Linked DNA regions of Mus musculus: regions 1 and 2 are each linked to region 3. The links are chromatin contacts, called in public HiChIP or PLAC-seq and promoter capture Hi-C maps. All regions are on one chromosome and are shown on one strand. The core of a region is the stretch at or near the end of the contact, and the rest is flanking DNA. Distances in the headings are between cores, read along the strand shown. Region 1 holds the start of Ly96 (lymphocyte antigen 96). Region 2 holds the start of Pi15 (peptidase inhibitor 15). Region 3 holds the start of Jph1 (junctophilin 1).

Region 1 (2,884 bases), core at 228-2,727, 410 kb after region 3:
GTCAGAGTGTTTGGGGACAAGCCAGTCCCCCAAAATAACCAATTTGCAATGCAGGAGTTCTCAAAGTACATTTATAAATTCCCTGCTCCACTTTCAGACAACTAGGCTATGATCTTGCTTTTCCTAGAACTGTCATTTTGGAAGGCACCACCTTCCAGCCACGAAGACATTCCTAGAAGGGGCAGAAAATGGACAACTAACGGAGCGAGCAGCAGAAAGAGGAAACAGATTGAAACAGCTCTCAAGCCCTGTACTAGGTTTTCTGGTCCCAGGCATTTGTTAATGACAAGTTGTAATGTGGCCATAGCGTTAACTATGATCCAATGGCACCAGAGTTTAGCTCAGCTGAAAAATATCTGCAACTCTAGCACTGGAGAGGTCGAGGCAACGGGGAGCATGAGTTTGAGGCTAGCATAAGCTATATAGTCAGTTCTAGGCAGCCTGTACTACAGAATAAGGCACTGTCTCAAAAAAATAAGCAAATAACTCAAAAGGCAGAGGCATATGTATCAATCTCTATGAGTTCCCGGCCAGCCAATGTTATATAGTGATACTTTGAAAAAAATAATAAAATAAGCTGGGCGTGGCAACGTATGCCTTTAATTCCAGGAGGTAGAGGCAGGCAGATCTCTATGATTTCCAACCCAGCCTGTCCTATATAGTGAATTCCAGGTAGTTACAGCTATATAGAAAGACCCTGTCTCAAAACAGATTTCAATAGAGTAATAATTACTGCATAAATCTAAAAATCACTATTCGAAATCAAATAAAATCATTATTTGTCAAGTGACTCATACAGTGAATTCTAAAATAACTTTCATTTTGCAAATTAAAAAAAAAGTGAGGCTGAGAATGTCTAAGTATTTTGCTCAAGGTCACACAGTTGGGGAGGAAGAAGGATGCTTCCAAGAGCACTCTAGGACCACAGGCTGGAGCTACAACCCCACCAGGAAGCACTGTGGGTTAGCCTCCTCAAGAGGAACCAGTTTGTGTCGGGGCTGGTACTCAGAAGCAAACTAGAACTAAGAAGAACCTGAAACCGAGCTCCGAGTGGAGAGAGCTTAACCACAAGACAGCAACAGAGGTAAAAAGCAATTCAGAGGTCCTGGGGAAACGCGGGGGGGGGGGGGGGGGTTGGGAGAGGGAAAGGATGATCCGCACCCGGAAGTGGTCGGCATTGCTCCACCCCCACCCCACACCGCAGCGGGCTCACTGCTGGAGCAGCGTTCCTGCCAGCCCTCCAGCTTCAGGTTCAGTGGAAACTTTCTCTCGAAATAGTTGGCGCCGCAGCTCTTTGTTGCCGGGCCACTTACCACAATAACTGTAGGAAATAATTGCATCGGAGGAGTTGCAGAACCACTGTTGCTTCTCAGATTCAGTCAATATGGGAGAAAGCAGCGTCGAAAAGAGAATAAATGGCAACATGATTTAATATCTCCGATACTTTAAACTCGCCAGGAAGACCATCGGACTCGACAGTAAGGAGGACAGATTTAACTTAGTCAGCAGTCATGTGATTTGGAAGCTCCCATCCAACTGCTTCCTCTTTTTATTTGCATGTGTGACTGTGCATTTGTTTTCATATCTGAGCACTTCCTGTAAGGCAAGAGAAGAAAAAAATGACTTAGAATATACTGTTTCTTAATACTCAGTGTAAACTAAAGTATCCAGCACTTTAAAACAGCACATTTTCAGGGAGACAATTAGCTGCCTTACAGGAAACCCTTACTTAAAAGGAAGTCCACTAGCCGTAGTACACACACCCAGTACTTGACAGGCGGATCTCTGTGAGTTCCAGGTTAGCCTTCTCCAGATAGTGAGTTCCAGGACAGCCAGAGCTATAAGGTGAGATCCTGTCTCAAGAAAGAAAGTCCACCGGTATACTACTTTTCTGTGTGCTGGCCACTCCCTCCCACACACTCCTCCTCATACAACGGTTTCTCCTGACCTAGAAAGCTGCATCTAGCTATCTAAGCTGATTTCTCTCCCCTACCCCCTCTCAATTTCTACTCAAGTACAAACAGGTTCAGCCACAAAACAGACAGGCAAGATGACCCCTACACGGGGTCAGTAGCAATTCCCAGCTGGGACCTCACCAGTTTTGAGAATGCACTCAAAAGGAAGGTTGAACTTGAGGCAATAGTGTTGAGTTGGGGGTGGGGTTGGTGCTGGACTCTAGAGCTCTTCCACAGAGTAGCATCTTGAGGTAAAAGTGTGAGTTCCAGTAATTAAAAAAAAAAAAAAAAAAAGAAAGAAAAAGCTGTTTTGTTCTGGCGTGTATTTCATTCAAAGACTACTTTAGAAAAGTGTGCTTCCTTCAGCTGCACGGCTTTTACAGACTCTTACTTTAGGGTTAGCAGCCAAGAAGGCTTACAGCTGTGGCCTACAATCCGGTTCTAGTGGTGACACTCAACTGCTCACTAAGAACTGTTAAGGTAGCAAGGCAATTGTATTTAAAGCAAAACAATAGAAAGATCAGAGCATACTGTGAGAGCAATGGGTCACCTGAGGATACTCCCGGCCACTGGGTGACTGTGAGGGGCCTCTTTTCATCAAGCCTAAAGGAAGGAGGCACTTGAATCAAGGGGCATAGTTTTGATGGTTCTTTATTTTGATCAATAGATTATGTCATTTAATATTTTTCCTACTATATATGCCCATTTCCATAATGGACCCAAATAATAATTATATAATGTATAATTATATACACACCCAAATATGCATTAGCATAATATGGTAAATAGATTCTTCCTTATAGGATGGTTTACCATATTGAGCACATACCCAAATCCAGATCAGGCCAGTTGGGATTGTCCACTCTTCGTACTGTAAATGTTGGAACACATGAGAATAGAAAGTGTCTAAGTCTGATGGTTGTCAGGGG
Region 2 (2,972 bases), core at 319-2,818, 500 kb before region 3:
TCACTCTTATCTGAATGACAGAGCCTTAAATCACAAGGAAGAAAGAGTCAGCTTGTCCTCTTAGGATACAAATAGATTAACATGGCTGAGAGCTTTGTCCAAGAAAGGGAAGAGTCACCTTGCCAGGAATAAATAATGCACATGAAAACTTTAATTTCAAAAAAATATTCTCAACAGCGATTTTAGTGGATAAATATGGCCTTTAGGTTCAGAAAACACAGAAAAACAAAAAACAAACAAACAAACAAACAAACAAACAAAAACCTCATGAATTATGCTCTGAAAAATGACTTTCCAAATGTGGGCAGTCAGTATACCCAATTGTTTTCCTCCTTATAGAAAATGTGTCTCATGTGGTTATGGAACTCACAGAAGAAAATCTATATAGATCCACCTGTCCTGTCTGTCTCACATACATTAATCCGTAAAAGAACACAATTTAACATTAGAAGATACATTAAAAAACATTCATAGGTTGTTCAAACATGTATACTGTATCCCTTGGCAAACATGCACTGTGGTCCATTTAGATCTTTTTAACACACAAAGGAAAGCTTTCTCAAGAAAGGACAAATTCCTCTTACCATATATTCCATGTTTGCTGCTGGTGGGAACACTTTGCCCCGGACTTGATTATGATAATCGAGAATGGCGATCATGTCATTCTGAGAAATGTAACGCTTCCGCCTGGCTTTGGGGATATCCGCAGACTCTAGTGGTGTGCTGAGGGCGGCTTCAGTATCAGTGAAGTTATTGGCTGGCAGAGATGAGTCAGTGGGATTTAGTAAAACGACAGTATGTGCTTCACAGAGAAGGGACAAAAGAATCACAAGGCTGACTGCAGAGTTCATTATCATTTTCAGGGATGGAGAAGTCCTCCAGCTTTGCATTGCTTTGAAGCAAAAACAGTGTAGAGTTAGAGCCTTTACAAAATCAATCAAACAACAAACAAGCAATCAGAAAAGAGCAATAGGGTATGAATTTACATTGTCATCTCTAGGGAGAATTGTGTGGATGGACATTCTCCCAAAATCCTCAAAATTGTTGCCTGAATCTAATGTAATTTCATTTGGGTATGCTATGCGTCATACCTCTTAAAAGGAACTTTCTAGAGTTAAAGAAAGAAACCATGAACATTCCGTTTAAAATGAATGGGAATACTTTGCCCAAATGCTTGAACTGCAAGACACATTACTACAATGCCTGTTTCCAGCCAGGAATCTTTAGCAACCCAAGCTGACCCTGAGAATGAAGAAGACAAATATAGGTAGCCACAGCAAATGTGCTGATAATTTGTCCCAGACATTCTGCATACCGAGTGACATAGGGTAGTACAGAAACCCAGTCTCACTGCTAAGGGGGAAAATGATGTAAACTGCTTTAAGATAATTCATGCAATAAAATCTAGTTAATCCAAGTAGCTTACCTCTGCACAATGCCAAAATGAATACACTGCTCCTCCAACAACGTAAGTTTCTTTGTTATGTTGTAGCATCAACTCTTGTAAGAGGAGTATGTCTTATTACAAGCTCTCAGAGTGCAAGAGTCTGCAAGATTTGAATGCTGCTGGCTACAGAAACAGCTAACAGCTTTTATATGTCAGTTTGCAAAGTCCAGAAAGGGCAGGCTCTCTTAGGGTCTCTCAGCCAAAATCCAAGGGGAGGGGCTTGGGACAGAAAAGAAAAAAAAAAAAAAACAACCAACAACAGAGATTGGGTGGCAACCTTTTTATGTGGCAGTGAGGAAATTGAGTCACACCCACAGCTTACAAAGCACAAATCATGAGACACCCCCCTTTTCTACCTTTTCAGTGAGTGGTTAATTTTTCTTTCTTAGTATGCTCTAGCTCCTGGCTCCCATACCAAAAAGACAAGGGAAAGGAAGAAGGGGGGGGGGGAGGAATTAAAAGACTGTGGGTTCTTGAAAACACAGATGCCTGAGTAACAAGCAGTACATTTTCTGTTTAGATGCCAGCAAATGACATAGGAGCTAAAAAATCATGCTGATATTAAATCAAGAGATCGACTCACACAGTTAGTCTGGGTGGCCACAAATATTATTCACGAGGATTCCAGGCAAGTCAGTAGTAACCAAACTATAGCTTATGATGTTAGGATAATACATGCTCTAGTGGCTGTGCTGTCCGTCTCCATGTGGTTTTATTCCTGCAATTTATATATTTATCTCTTCTCATTCCATCTTCACTCCTTTTTTTCTTTCTCCAAAACAGTACAGTTAGCTAATTACCTGCTTTCTATCTGCCTTGTGTAAAATGTGAAATAAAACTCACAGCAAATGACAGAAGCCAAGATAACATCTGTTCCAGGCTTAGTAACATATACCTGAAATTTCAAGCAAGGAAAAATTGAGCTTCCCCATCATATCATTATATAGTACAATGGAGACCATGAAGAATCATACAGCAGCAGCAGCAGCCAAAAAGGACTTACTGAGAAGATGCCACTGAAGCAAAATCCACATCTGGCAAAGGCAGAGAAAGAATGCAAATAATACTATTGTAATCTGTAATGAAAAGATCCCCTGAAATGTTATGTGCCATTTTCTCACTAACAAAATCTGGACCATTTACAACCAGTCAGAACAGGTATTCAGAAAAACACAAACATATTTGCTCAGCCTACTGATGGAACTGTCGTCAGCATGTTTTTGCAGGGTGAGCATCATGTGAATTCACAGCCATCAAACCAATGAGTATGTGGCAGACTGGACTGGAATCCAGGTCTCCTAGGATTTGCTCCCACTCAGATCACTCTCAATCTGTGTGACCCAATGCCTGCCTTTAACTCTTTGTGAGTAAATTTTAAAATGATAGAGAAAAGATATGCACCCTTTGGAGAGGGAGCCTTAAATAGATTTCTGAAGAAGGCAGTTAAGAATCTGAGTCAGAAGTGCCTCTGAGTGAGCTGTGATGAGGCAGCAAGCTTTCAGGCTTTGATGAGGGTTGAAGTCTT
Region 3 (2,905 bases), core at 311-2,810:
GTGTAAACAGAGTTGGGGTTTTGGGGGTTTTCTGTTGGTTTTGTTTTGTCTTCGTTTTTCCTTTCTGTCATTTACACAGATAAGCAGGAAAGGACAGCTCCAGTTCTGAGAGAAGGAATTATGCTCAGGAAAGAATCCTTTTCTCTTGCTCTCCTTTTGACAGTTGTCCTTTAGGGTTTTTATCTGATTATCAGCCACCTAGTGAGAGGCCCAAGTGCTCACCTGTTTTGTCCTCTCAGCCTGGGGAACAGCAGGAATGCACAATCTGAGAGTCCTTCTGAGACCCTGGCTTGTGACCTGGGGAAAAGACTTCCTCCACTGGCACTGTGAAGGCAAGGAGAGATCAATGCCACTCCTAAAAGAGGCTGTAGTATGTGATTCAACTATCCTGTTAGCAATTCTTGACTTTACGGGTACTACCATCGAAATACACCAAGTCTTTCCCCAACACAGAAAGGGGAGGGTATTTCCATTGAGAAAATGGAGATAAAGTTTAGAGGAGGTATCTGAAGTGAGTTCAACAAGGCAGTGAGTGCTGCTGCAGGAGAGTGCATCAGCTGACACCTGTCCTGTGTTTAGAAGTTCATGGCTTCTTTGTTACATTAGCAGAGTGCTTTACTTACCATATTTCTCCTTGAAAACTGTGTTTTCTTTTCTAAACAGTGGGCGACAGTGGAGAGGTCCCAGGTGTGCATTCCAGGCACTCAAGCAATACATACAGACTAAGCCTGTTTGGGTGCACAGCTCCAGGATGTAGCATTTCTAAAGCTGAGAACAGATGAGGGAACAGGCTGGAATGTAAAAGACAATGCCCTGTGTTCCTGCAATGCCAGCTACAAAGCCCATCACTTCTACAAATAAAACCCAAACAACTCATGCCCATGCTCTTTCAAACTGCATTGCCTCTCTTGGAATCTTCATGAAAAGAAATGCAAACACATGTGCCCTGAAATGGGTAGGTGTAAAAGAACATTCTGCACAATTATATCTAGGCTGCCACAGATTTATCACATGCAGACATATATTTGGAGCATATTAATTCATGATGACAGCTGCGCATGACAAATCCAACAGAGCTCAAGTTGGAATGCTGGGGGAAAAAATGCAACTACAAACCCTATGCAGACACACACCACCACCACCACCACCACCACCACCACCACCACCACCACCACCACCACCACCACCACCACCCACCTACACAAGAGTTGTCACTCTATCACACAGGTGGCCTCACTTGTAGAAGACTAAACACAATTGAAAAGCTGGAGGTTCCAGCAGCAAAGAGCAGGTCCCCAGCACAGGCAGCCGCACCTTTATCCGCAGGCTTGACCGTCTCACGTCTCAGAGTACACTGGCCCTCCCAGTCACAGCCCACTCCGCAGACACACACGTGCCCAGAGCTCGCGCGCCAAGCAGCCGGAGGAGAAGCTCGGCTCCGCGGGCTGGGGGCAGGGCCCGGCGGGCGGGCGTGCGGGCGGGCGTGTCATGGGGCCGGGCCTCCGCGCCCAGGGAGGGGACTAGGGGCGGGCGCGGGGCGGTGCCCGGCTCACGTGGGCGGGTGGGAGCAGCTGAAAGTCCGCTCTGGAGACTGGGCTGTCCTCTCGCGCGCGGCGCTGGCCGGGGCGGCGGCGAAGGAGGAGGGAGAGAGGCGGCGGTGGCGACGGCGAAAGAGGAGGGGAAGACGGGGGCGGCGTCGGACTGGAGCCGATCGGCGGTGCGAGCTGCCCGGGGCGCAGTCGTGAGCTCGCCCGACGGGCCCCTACCCCGGAGCTACACCCTGCGGTGCCCAGCTCTGCCCACGTTTGTGCCCCCACGAGGAGCGCGCCGGGGCTGCCCCCCGAATGACGGGCGGAAGGTTCGACTTCGACGATGGCGGCACCTACTGCGGCGGCTGGGAGGAGGGCAAGGCGCACGGGCATGGCATCTGCACGGGGCCCAAGGGCCAGGGCGAGTACTCTGGCTCCTGGTCGCACGGCTTCGAGGTGGTTGGAGTCTACACCTGGCCCAGCGGCAACACCTACCAGGGCTACTGGGCGCAGGGCAAGCGGCACGGGCTGGGGGTGGAGACGAAGGGCAAGTGGATGTACCGGGGGGAGTGGTCACATGGTTTCAAGGGGCGCTACGGGGTCCGGCAGAGCTTGTGCACCCCCGCCCGCTACGAGGGGACCTGGAGTAACGGGCTGCAGGACGGGTACGGCGTGGAGACCTACGGGGATGGAGGTGAGCGGCATCTCGGGAGTCTCCGAGGGCTGACGCGGTGGGCTCTTCCCTGGCTTCGGGGACGTGGGGAGGACGCGAGACGCACGTGTCCGGAAACCCGCCAAAACATCTGGGGAGTCTACCCTCCCTCTCGCCCTCCTCCCCATTTCGAGGGAGACCACTTGGTCTCGCGGCTGGGTCGCAAGTGTCTGCGGCTCCCCGGGCGGGTAGGCTGTCCATACCCCGGGAGTTAGGCGTGCAGGTACCTGGCCGGGGCCCAGAGCCGCGCTGCCCCGGGAGGGCTGGGCAGGAGAGAGGACACTGTCACTTGAGCCTGTCACATTACATTCCTGATCCCTCCCTCTCCAGGCCGGGTTTGAAATCGCCACTCCGGAGGAGTTAGAGGGACGTCTTGAGCTGTGTGGCTGCCGGTCGGTGCTGACCGCCGCGCGGTTTGGTTTCACGTAGAGTCTCGTATTTCGCTTCTGGCCCTCCAGTTAGCCTAAAGATAGAAGCCAGAACCCCATAAGTAGGATGTTGGGGAATTGGACCTTATTGAGGGTGTATTTTCTAGAGTCCTAGTTACAGGCAGCAGAGCAACTGCCCAAAGCAAGCGGCATTCCTAATTTTCTCCCTAACTTTCACTTGGCTCCTTAAAGTACTTTTGAATCAGAAGAACTGTAATCTTTGCTGACCTGGAGAT

The links. HiChIP or PLAC-seq counts read pairs in DNA pulled down with a chosen protein or histone mark. Capture Hi-C pulls out chosen DNA fragments and counts their contacts.
Region 1: an H3K27ac HiChIP or PLAC-seq map of trophoblast stem cells shows a contact between it and region 3, with 4 times the contacts expected there. The contact joins the promoter of Ly96 here to the promoter of Jph1 in region 3. A contact is called at or near these places in 2 of 484 Hi-C or Micro-C datasets (both in embryonic stem cells), 10 of 115 datasets of contacts at active chromatin or transcription factors (embryonic stem cells, extraembryonic endoderm stem cells, fibro-adipogenic progenitors and 4 more) and 1 of 9 other capture datasets (embryonic stem cells).
Region 2: a contact with region 3 is called in a promoter capture Hi-C map of adipose tissue. The contact joins the promoter of Pi15 here to the promoter of Jph1 in region 3. A contact is called at or near these places in 1 of 39 promoter capture datasets (stem cell-derived epiblast-like cells) and 1 of 9 other capture datasets (adipose tissue).

Annotation. Positions count from the first base shown.
Region 1 is chr1:16,687,049-16,689,932 of GRCm38.p6, reverse strand. Ly96 (lymphocyte antigen 96) reads right to left here and starts at 1,477. Exons shown (of 5, transcript NM_016923.2): 1 at 1,314-1,477. The coding sequence starts at 1,425.
Region 2 is chr1:17,600,497-17,603,468 of GRCm38.p6, reverse strand. It overlaps Pi15 (peptidase inhibitor 15), which reads right to left and starts at 1,568. Exons shown (of 6, transcript NM_053191.2): 1 at 1,427-1,568; 2 at 585-892. The coding sequence starts at 890.
Region 3 is chr1:17,096,544-17,099,448 of GRCm38.p6, reverse strand. It overlaps Jph1 (junctophilin 1), which reads left to right and starts at 1,560. Exons shown (of 5, transcript NM_020604.2): 1 at 1,560-2,223. The coding sequence starts at 1,845. Gm46085 (a long non-coding RNA gene) reads right to left here and starts at 1,616. Exons shown (of 3, transcript XR_001778833.2): 1 at 1,198-1,616; 2 at 624-768; 3 at 1-324. It overlaps Gm31982 (a long non-coding RNA gene), which reads left to right. Exons shown (of 4, transcript XR_865203.2): 4 at 664-876.